Linked DNA regions of Callithrix jacchus: region 2 is linked to region 1. The links are chromatin contacts, called in public Hi-C maps. All regions are on one chromosome and are shown on one strand. The core of a region is the stretch at or near the end of the contact, and the rest is flanking DNA. Distances in the headings are between cores, read along the strand shown.

Region 1 (5,465 bases), core at 2,028-4,527:
GGGCGTGGCTTGTACCAGGGCTGCTGCCCAGCACAGCCAAGTCTGCCGGCTTGTAGGGCAGGAGGCTGGGAGAGCACAGGGAAGAGATAGAAGTCACATGGCATGGGAGCTCATGGCAGTGACATCGCTCTGTCCCACTATGGTTCACTGCTGAATGGTTCCTTGATTCTGAGCACTCAAGTCCCCAGTAGACCCCGCTTAGGCCTGAGTATCCACACGGACATTTTCCATGCAAATGGCCTTGCCTTGTGTCCTCTGCATGCACCCTCTGTTGGCCAAGTTGGGCAAGGACATTGTCTTCTGTTGGGAAAGGATACTTTTCAAGTTTTGTTTCTAAATTTTACATTTGCTGAAAAGATAGGACAGGAAGCTTTTAAGAATGAACAATCTCCCAGCCTGTGTGGGTTGGTTTGAGCCACTAGAGGTGCAGCTGGGCTTCCAAGTAGACTTATGTTTCCAGACTCTCAAGAAGTGTTGTTCTCAGAAAGATACTAAATAAGATTCTCCACATTCATGGGACACTGGCTCCCTAATCCCCAAGCAAAACCCCCCACCTTATGAACTTCCTAAAAGACAGACAAGCCAACTAGTGCTTCAAACTCTAGGCTCATCTTATATTTTAAGGATAAAACCCAGAGGTCATTCTCAAAGACACTGAGTACACAGTGAGCCCAGTGCATTCACAATCTATGCCGCTGAGGACAGTAAAGATCTTCCTAGCAGAGACCCCAGAACCTTTCCCCAACCTTGGCACTCAAATGCCTCTCCTTTCTGCACCATCTGGGGTCACCTCCTTCTCTGACAAGCCTTCTCACAGACTCCCCCACCACCTGCCAGCCAGAAGCCCCTACTCTGCAGTGACTGTAGCTGTCTGTCTACCATGTTTGGACAGCAGGTGGGGCCACCTGACCTTACCAGTTAGACCAGGAATGTCCCAAGACCTAGTTTGCTCTGTGCGTGTTCTCTAATATCTGGACCCAGGGGAAGCAGACCCTGCTGAAGGGGTAAGTGAATCTCACACAAACAGAAACTACTCCGGCCAAGTGCCGGGGCTCAGGCCTGTAACCCAACACTTTGGGAGGTAGAGGTGGGTGGATCACTTGAGCCCATTAGTTGAAGACTAGCCTGGGCAACATGGTGGGACCCCATCTTTACCAAAAAAAAGAAAGAAAGAAAGAAAGAAAAAAGAACTAGCCAGGTGTGGTGGTGCACACCTGTAGTCCCAGCTACTCAGGAGGCTGAGGTGGGAGGATTGCTTGAGCCTGGTAGGTCAAGGCTGCAGTGAGCTGAGATCACGCTACTATACTCCAGGCTGGGCAACACAGCCAGGCCCTGTCTCAACATAAAAGATAAAAGTAAGACAAGGAAACACCTACAAGGCTGCAGCTACCCTCCTCCTCAACTAGCCAATTATTACACAAAAGAAACTGAACATGGGAGATGAACAAGCATAAATGCTTCACCACCATGGGGTAGTTCTCCAAGCTCATGCCTAGCTGCAAAGAAGGCCCAGCATCCTTTGTATCATCAGTGAGCAATGGAACAGACCTGTACATCTTGGCAAACGAAGCTCTTGTGCATGTCCCCAGAGTACCCACTACCCAATCCAGCATCCAGAGTCCAACCGCTCCGGACCCAGGACCAACTGCTCAGGCTCCTACTTGCCCCAGCCCAAGGCTTCTGGCCCACTGAGACTTGGAGAAAAAGGGGTAATGTCACTCTGAGCAGGAAGGAAAATTCCATGATGCTCTAGGGCACTATGGTGCCAACAGCATCATCCTCCACAGTCCCACAGTGTGCAGGGTGGGGAAGAGACTTAGAGAATCGCAAATGAGAGAAGGAAGTCAAGAATTTTAAGAGAAAAGAAAACAGATAATACAGGGCAAGAGGGAAAGAAAGGGAGAAAAACAGTTCTATTAGAACCCTAAATGCCTTGTAGGAACCCAATAAAGTTACCAGACTTTATTTATTTAGTTACTACACTTCTCCCAGACACTTGCAGTGTTAATTCCTGATGCTTTGAAGCATGGGTGAAGTTCCCCGAATGGTCCTCCTAAGCACCCCATTTGGAAATAATTTACTGACAAGTTGTGCATTTTGACAAAAAGGATTCCATTCAGGTGTGGAAGAACACAGCCTCACTTGGAAGGGGGATGCAGCTCCAGGGCAGGCTCTCAAAGGCTGTGGGGTGGGAGGTCACTGCATATACTCTGGCCTTTGCACTTGGGGAGAGGAGGCCTGGCACCACGCCCACTGCCCAGGTTCTTCCCGACACCCACCCAGCCTCCTGAATCACAACAGCTAATTTTACACCCTCTAGACTCCATTAGAGCTGGGTCTTTTTCTTCTGATTATGAAATAGAAGGTGCCCCGCCCCCCAACACACACACACACACACACACACACACACACACACACCCCAATCTAAAAACAATCCTAGAAACCATTTCCCCATCAGCCCATCTTCGCATCTGCAACGCCACTCCTAGAAATTCAGTCCTTTGGATTTTGAAGGGTTTTAGCTCCATAAGTTCCAGGAAGGGGTCTACCTCAACCATTGACAGCTCATATCTCCTGAGAAGTTTATCCAAAACTTTCCAACCGCAATCATCGGCGAACAAGGTCCCTCAACAATGGCATCAGTTAGCGCGAAGGAGGCAGAGCGAGGCGAGGGGCTTAAGTGAAAAGTACGGAGTAGGAATAAGTCCGCAAAGCCCGCGCCCCAGCTTCGCCTGGGATGGCCAGTCTGGCACCCGCCGGCCGCCTTCCCCGCCCTACCTTCCCGGAATCACATTTGGGCTGGAAGGACCTTCACGTGGCACCCCCTTCCTAGCGGCCGTCACCGACTTCTCCAGCAAGGGTCTGGGAGCTGAGAAAAGGGCCCGCTTCTCCTGCCCCTCAAATCAAAGGCATCCCCTTCGGATGATTCCTAGAGAGACAATCGCATCACTGTCCCCAAGCACTTCATCTCCGCAAAAGAAAACTCCTGCAGCCTGGCGTCACTGGGGTCGTCTCCTTACGCCCTGACTCCTCACCGCACTTCGGAGCCCCTCTCCAGCAGGGGAGTCGGGCGGCAGGGACGGTGGGGGTCCCAGCCCCCACCCAGAACTCCCACCCTCATAGCCTTGACTCCCAGGGCCCGCGCCTGGACAAAAGCGTGGGGCGGGCTCACTCACCTGCGCGGCTAAGGCGGCCCGGGAGCCGGCGCTCCGCGGGGCGCCCCGGCCGCAGGCGCACAGCGCTGGCTCAGCGCTCGCTCCGCGCCCGGCTGCCAACCGACCGGGTAGCGCGCGGAGCCTGCGAGGAGCGTCCCGGACGGGGCAGTGCGGGGCGGGACGGGACGGGGCGGGGCCGGGGTGAGCGACCCGGCGAGAAAGCTAGTAAGTGCGAGAGCGCAGAGCGGACGCACGCGGGGGCGAGCGACAGAGAGCGCGGCGCTGCGGGGTCAGCACTCAAACCGCCGCTCCATCCCCCATACGCTTATTTGCATTACATTTGCATAGCGCTCGGGGAGGGGACCTGCTGCCCTTCCCGCCACGCCCACCCGCGCTCTGCCTGAGAGTCGGGAGCGGAGAATCCGCAGCATAACCGAGCGTCAGACCCCGCGCCTCCTCGCCCTGGCCCCGCACCGCCCCAGTTACTCCCCGCACGCGGCGGTCAGCGAGCTGGTGCTGTCGTGGTGCGTGTCTTAGTCCCAGATCCTGAGAGCCAGGCCTTAGGTCAGGGGCTGATGCTAGCTTTGTGAGCGTGCAGAAGACACTGGCTGCCTCTGGGCCTCAGTTTTCTCATCCGTAAAATGAAGATGTCAGCGAAACCATGGCTAAGGTTTTAGTGCCGGAAGGTTTTTTCAGACATCTTCCAGCGCTGCAACTCAGCCCCACGGTTCCTTTGACATATTCCCCTTGTGTGTGTTAAGAATCTCTCATTGGCTTGGAAGATACCTACACAGTTCTTTAAGTAAAAAAGAGGGGCATGGGGGAGGAGGTGTTTGTTTTTGGTTTTGGCTTGCTCTATGTTTAGTTTGCACCCAATATGAAATATTTTATAGCTTCTGATCTCTTCACTTGGACCTTCTTTTGTTTTTTAAAAACTGTTTACTGTAGGTTAAGTGGTGGTTTTTAAAATATATATATATATATATATATAGTTGTAAAATAAAACAAAGAAAACCACAAAAAACAAATATATAGACTAATGAATTATTATAAAGGGAACACCCTTATAATCACCACCTGGATCAAGAAATAGAACTCTGACAGCCACCCCAGAAGTCCCTCCTTGTGCCCTACTCCATGACAGCCTTGTTTCTCCGTCCTCCCAAAAGTAACCGCTAACCTGACTTTCATGAAGTCACTTTTGTTGCTTTTCTTTTTCTTGCTATCTTCTAAGGGTACACCCTGCCCCTCACTTTTTATTAACTTGATCTGCCTTTTAAGTCTTTTTCTTACAATTATTCGTTAAAGAACTTAAGCCCTTGATTTTTTCAGTCTGGGGGTTGCACATTCATGAGGCAATTCAGCATGTTTCTCTGTCCTCTGTATTGACTGCAAGCTGGCAGCTGATCCAGGGTCTTCCTACGACTGAAGTTTGATGGCTTTTGTAAGATTATAGATGATTGTTCGTTCTTTTCATCAAAAGGTACTTGATCATAATGTCTGGTGTTCGCTCTTTTTTGAGGTTAGCAGCTGTCCATGCTCAATTCCTAGATTCATTAATAAACAAGGTTGCAAAATCATAATATTCTAATTTTGTTTTCATTTATGAATTCAATAAGTGTATAAGGAGATGCTTCCTCTCATCTACTATTTGATTACCCTGAGATAGGAAAGGCACTATGAATACCTGCTTCTTTATTTTTTTTTTAGTTTACCCAGTTTTCAAAATGATGAATTGATTCTGTCATTCTTAGATTTCTTTAATATCATAAATTAATGAATTTAAATATATTTGTAGGTTTCCATCTGCTAAATTAGAGCTCAAATTGTCCCATCTTTGGCCAGTAGGAGCTTCTTCAATGTGGCTCCTGGCTTCTTTTGATAAGATTCTAGTATTCTCTCTCTCTCTCTCTCTCTCTCTCTCTCTCTCATGTGCAAAGAGCTTCAAAGGCTCTAGAAGTCTTTGATAGCTTCCTTGCTATATGATATGACAAGATGTTCCAGGCACATCTGTACATTTGCTACCTCAAAGCTGGAATCAGCCATTTCTCCAAGAAGCTCTAGTTTCTTCTGTTGAAATTTTAAGATAACAATATGAGCACTAGGGGTATTCATTGCTACTAGGTTGGTAACTGTTTCTAGGCCTTTTCAATAGACAGAGCTAGTAAAGAATACTTCATTCTTTAATACTCTAAAGAATATTATTCTTCATAATATTTTCTTAATTAGTTCTTATTAATATTTCCAATTTAATATCAGGCTATAGTTTTTCCTTAACATCTTCTATATTGCATTAGGACCTCCTTTCTG
Region 2 (4,848 bases), core at 329-2,828, 78 kb before region 1:
AGCTGTGTGATCTTAGGAAGACTACCTTCCTTCTCTGGGCCTCTCTGGGCAATTCCTGCCCTAGAGCACTTCCTCTAGGACTGCCACCAGCTCTCCACAAGACATATGGTCAGGTAGGAAAGGTTCCAGCAGGGGGAGCCAAGCCCTGGCAGGGATGAGCTAAGCCCTGGCAGGGATGAGCTGCTGCAGGTCCCCAGGAGAGGAGGCAAAGCTTATCTAACAGGCAAGACTTCTGCTGGGGCTCCCTGCGCAGGGCCACCCCGCCAGGCAGGCATATCAGGCAGGCACACCTGGTCCTCAAGGCACACCTGTGAGACAGAGGCACAGGCTAGGAAGACTCTGAGGACTGGGTCAGCCCCAGACCCACCACCTGTGCAGTGATCCCAGCTCCTCTGCCTCTGGCCAGCTCCCAGGTGGAGCCCTACGATTGGATGAGGTCTGTCCAGAGAAGAGCTGGTATTGGAAGAGCTAAGGGGAAATCCCAGGAGAAAAAGAGAGAACCAATAATAGTTGCCATGTACTTAGCACTTACTGTCAGGCATTGGACTAAGTACTTAAGGTGACTTAGAACTCATTTGATCCCTTAGCAGAGTGGCAAATATTAACAGCAAAATTAATGGGGCAGGATGTTGGGGAGTATCATTTTCCCATAAGGTAAATGGAATATACTTCTTGTGTTTCAATCCCTTCATTCTTCCTCTCCCTCCTTCTCCCTCAATTCTGCCAGCATTTGGTAATTTGAGTTATTTTGAAACGGAAGTCTTGCAGGGGCAGAGAGGGAAGCTGGGGATAGGGCTGGCAGGTGGGTTTTGGCAGCCCATGGCAGTGGGGTGTGCTGTTGGTGCTGTAGGGTCAGAGGGTTGAGAGGAAACCCAGAAAGGAGAGGGAGTAAAAAGGGTCACCTTTTCATTGCAGGAGTCTGCTCTGCACTCCCCTCCTCTCCAACACTAGTCTGTGAGAAGCCTAGGAAACCCACATGGGAAAAGAAGGTGCAAGAAGAAAATGCACCTCTTGATTCTGCAGATTACACACTTCCCTGGAGCAGGCTGTGAGCAGGTTCTCTATCTGCAGACTGGAGATTCCATTCCTTTTGTCTAGAATGGCCTGAAACACACACTGTCTCTCTGCTTTCTTCAGGGAGCTGGTTCTGTGAGGATGATCTTAAGGGACAAGAATAGAAGATACTTTGCTAGGAAGACTCTTCCATTCTAAGGGCATGGGCACAAGTGAACTGTGAGAGAAGCTGCTCAGGCCTGGCTGCTAAATGTGGCCCCTGCCCCTCTCTCTGTAGTTTAGGGGAGAGGCCAGGTCCTATGGCCTGTTTCCCCTGAGGAAACATTAGTCCTGTGACTCAACTAACACCTGGCTGATTGGAGGAGAAGGAAGGAGAAAGGTGCTTCTGTGAATGTCCTCCTTTCCATGTGAGAGCCTAAGCCATTCAGCTGGAACAGGTCTTCCAAGGGGATGAGGAGCAGGAAGCACTGCTGACAGGAGGGGCTGTGGTGATGTGGTTGCCAGTAAGAGCCCAGACTCTTACATTGTGAAGACTGTCACCAGCCCCAGCCATCCACAGCTCCTGCTGGACGCCCTGGGGCCAAAGGCTGTTGCCATCACTTGTCTGGCTCTTGTGCCTCCATGGTTGACTCGAGCTTCCATTACTGAGAGTCCTGGGGATATTTCTATTCCAAATCCTTCCCCATGTGACACAGCAAAGGAAAATGAGCCAACCTGGTTTATCAACTCCTTTGGGCCCTGGGATTTGAGAAGCAGGTTTGCAGTTTTTTAATTACATCCATCAACACAATCTGCCTCCTCTGGCTGAAGCCCAAAGCCTGGCAAACAGTGTTAAGGATTTCTAGTTTTATTTCCATCCTCAGTTAGTGCAGAGAGGAGAGGGCAGGTGCACAGGGAGGGAAGTGAGGAGAGAGTGGAGACTGGGTGTCTCCAACATGCCAGAGGAGGGAAGGTGCTAAGTCCAGGTAGGTTTTTTCCCATATAATTCTCAGGCTGGCTGCCTCAACTAGAGAGAGAGAGCCAATTCCTAATTCAGGGTCAAGTCCAGAGCTGTATCATAAACACAGCTGGGGTAACCAATCAGTCCTAGCAGAGTAGTAACAACAGATTTACAACCTAAGAGTAAACACAGCAATGACTGCAAGACAGAGGACTTGGTTGGAGGCATCATGTCACAAGCTTTGTTGTCGCACACGCCTAGACTTGAGCCCTGCCACCGCCACCTAGTGGCTGGATGACCTTGGGAGATTTACTTCTCTAAACCTCAATTTCCCCATCTGTACATATGCAGGGGAGTATAATTAGCACCTATCACAAAGTAGATACTCAAAATACCCAATACACCATAACTGTAATATGTAAAGTAATTTCTAACAATGTCTGGCATGTAGCAAGCTCTCAACAAATGGTAACTATTTGATAATAGTTATGAAGAAACAGGTATCACATTTCACTTAAATGTCTTAGTTCATTTAAATACTGCTACAAACATTGCCCAATATATCACAAGGAATAGATTATTAATTCATGCTTTTAAATTGTTTTTTTAAATCAGTTACTTATAATTGGTTGGACAATATGCACTGCTCTCATCTTCTCAGATTCTAGGTTACTGTTTGTACACTGAAATATGGCTGGATTGCAGAATGTCAGGGAAGAAAGGGAACCTAAACCATCTAGTCATCTCCCTTATTTTATGGATGAGGAAACTAGGGCTCAGAGTGGACCAACATTATCTTCACAGACTGAGTCAAGATCTCTGAAGTTGGTAAAGCACAGAGAACAGACCATGGTAATCTAAGCAGGAAAGGCCTCCAGTATAGAGCTGATCTAGGGAGATGGTGGTGCCTGTATATGAGAGCAAAAATCTCATCTGGTAAAGGGATGGGTCAAAAGAAATTTTGAGAAATATGGTCATTACATTGAATGAGACTAGTCTGCAGAAGGCCTAGAGGATGGAGATGCTTAGCTAATGTTACCAAACGGGTTTTTACTCAAAATGAACATTTAGCTACTTATTCAGAAACTTAAATACTTTCCTAGTCAATATCCCATTTCAACTTCACAACATACAAAGATTGATTGATTGATTATTTATTTATTTATTTATTTATTGAGTCTTGCTCTCATCACCCAGTCTGGAGTAAAATGGCACAATCTCAGCTCAATGCAACCTCCGCCTCCTGGGTTCAAGCAATTCTCCTGCCTCAGCCTCCTGAGTAGCTGGGATTACAGGCACGAGCCACTATTCCCAGTTTATTTATTTATTTATTTTTATTTTTAGTAGAGATGAGGTCTTCACCATGTTGGCCAGGATGGTCTGGAACTCCTGACCTCAGGTGATCTGCCCATCTTGGCCTCCCAAAGCGCTGGGACTTATAGGCGTGAACCACCGCACCCAGCCAACATACTAAGATATTTTATGGCTCCACTTTATGGATGGAACACCTGAGGCTCAAAGACCAGGTGAGACTTGCCTAAGGTCATATAGTTAATAAAGCAGTACTGGAATCCAGTCCTTCTGAACTTCAAATCCAACTTGGTAACATGCTTAGAAAGGGTTTATCAAGATATATTAAATCTTATGGCTGGGCATGGTGGGTCACGCATGTAATCCCAGCACTTTGGGAGACCAAGGCAGGGGGATCACATGAGGTCAGAAGTTCAAGACCACTCTGGCCAACATGGTGAAACCCTGTCTCTACAAGAGTCAGTTGGGCATGGTGGCAGATGCCTATAATCCCAGCTACTCTGGAGGCTGAGGCAGGACAATCTCTTGAACCCAGGAGGCAGAGGTTGCAGTGGGCTGAGATAGTGCCACTGCACTCCAGCTTGGGCAGTGGAGCGAGACTCTACCTCAAAAAAAAAAAAAAAAAGATATGTGTTAAATCTTATTATAACATATTCCATACACAACAGGAAATTTTCAGTGTAACAAATGTATTGATATCCCCTTAGATTTTAATGTCATGATATCTGCTGAGTATAAATTTGATGAAGTCATCAATCCCTTGCCCAGGGAAATCCCTTACATTTGCCCCAAACAAATGGGGTGACTTCATTTCGATCCCTCATGCCTGAGAGACCATGCATACTGGCTAATCTCTGGCAAACGTGTGCAAGGCCGATACCGCCATCAGCAGACAGTCTCTCCCCACGGAGAGGTTCCCAGACTGTAGTTAGCGATTGTTCCCATTCTCAGGCCAGAAATCTCTGTGTTCTCTCCAAAAACTTGCTCCCCTTCTCCAGACTCCCAATTCCCCTCCCACTGGCTGGGCACAAGCCCAGACCCCAGCCTTAGGTGCTGCATCAGAACCGCCAGGAGGCCTTGGCAGTGTGACAAGCTCTGTGTTCCTACATACACTTCACCCCTGCCCTCACTGCCCTCCTGAGATATGACGGCTCCTCCCCAGACAGCCTCCAGCTGGAATGAGAAACAATGGCTTAGTGTTTCCTGGAAATTACCTGGGGAGGTAGAGAGCTGCCAAGCCAATCCTGCCAGGGTCATCAGCCCGAGGGTTGACAGTCAGGCCCAGACACAGCCCGGCTCTTCCTCCAGCCTTCCTTCACTCTTCACTGAAGAGGGCTGTGTCTTCTCCCTGTTTCTGCCAGTTCTACTTCCACCCAGCCCTGTCCACTGTCACCAGGGGCAGGGTACAGGGGTCCCACTTCTCAGGTTCCTTTAGAATTCTTTGGTACTAACCTTAGGTCCTTTGAGAATGAGACTCACTTACTCCAAGTGCCTGGAATGTCAGAGCTGGAAGGGACCTTTGAAACTACTATTCGATCCCACCTCCAGCCCAGAGGGGTGTGGCTACGTGACCTTTGGGATAT

Evidence for each region. A called contact is a pair of places that touch in the nucleus more often than the background predicts.
Region 2: a contact with region 1 is called in a Hi-C map of induced pluripotent stem cells, with 2.4 times the contacts expected there. The contact joins the enhancer-like site here to the promoter of MYLK in region 1. A contact is called at or near these places in 2 of 3 Hi-C or Micro-C datasets (induced pluripotent stem cells and skeletal muscle).

Annotation. Positions count from the first base shown.
Region 1 is chr15:79,181,193-79,186,657 of calJac240_pri, reverse strand. It overlaps MYLK (myosin light chain kinase), which reads right to left and starts at 3,277. Exons shown (of 33, transcript XM_078351934.1): 1 at 3,177-3,277. It overlaps CCDC14 (coiled-coil domain containing 14), which reads right to left. Exons shown (of 15, transcript XR_004734191.3): 15 at 4,227-4,702.
Region 2 is chr15:79,257,946-79,262,793 of calJac240_pri, reverse strand. The region is part of intron 3 of MYLK (myosin light chain kinase); the gene reads right to left. Among named protein-coding and RNA genes, the nearest start is that of MYLK, 77 kb to the right of the region's middle. Within about 2 kb of position 1,578, at least 4 of the 16 cell types and tissues checked have an H3K27ac peak or open chromatin away from gene starts, as enhancers often do.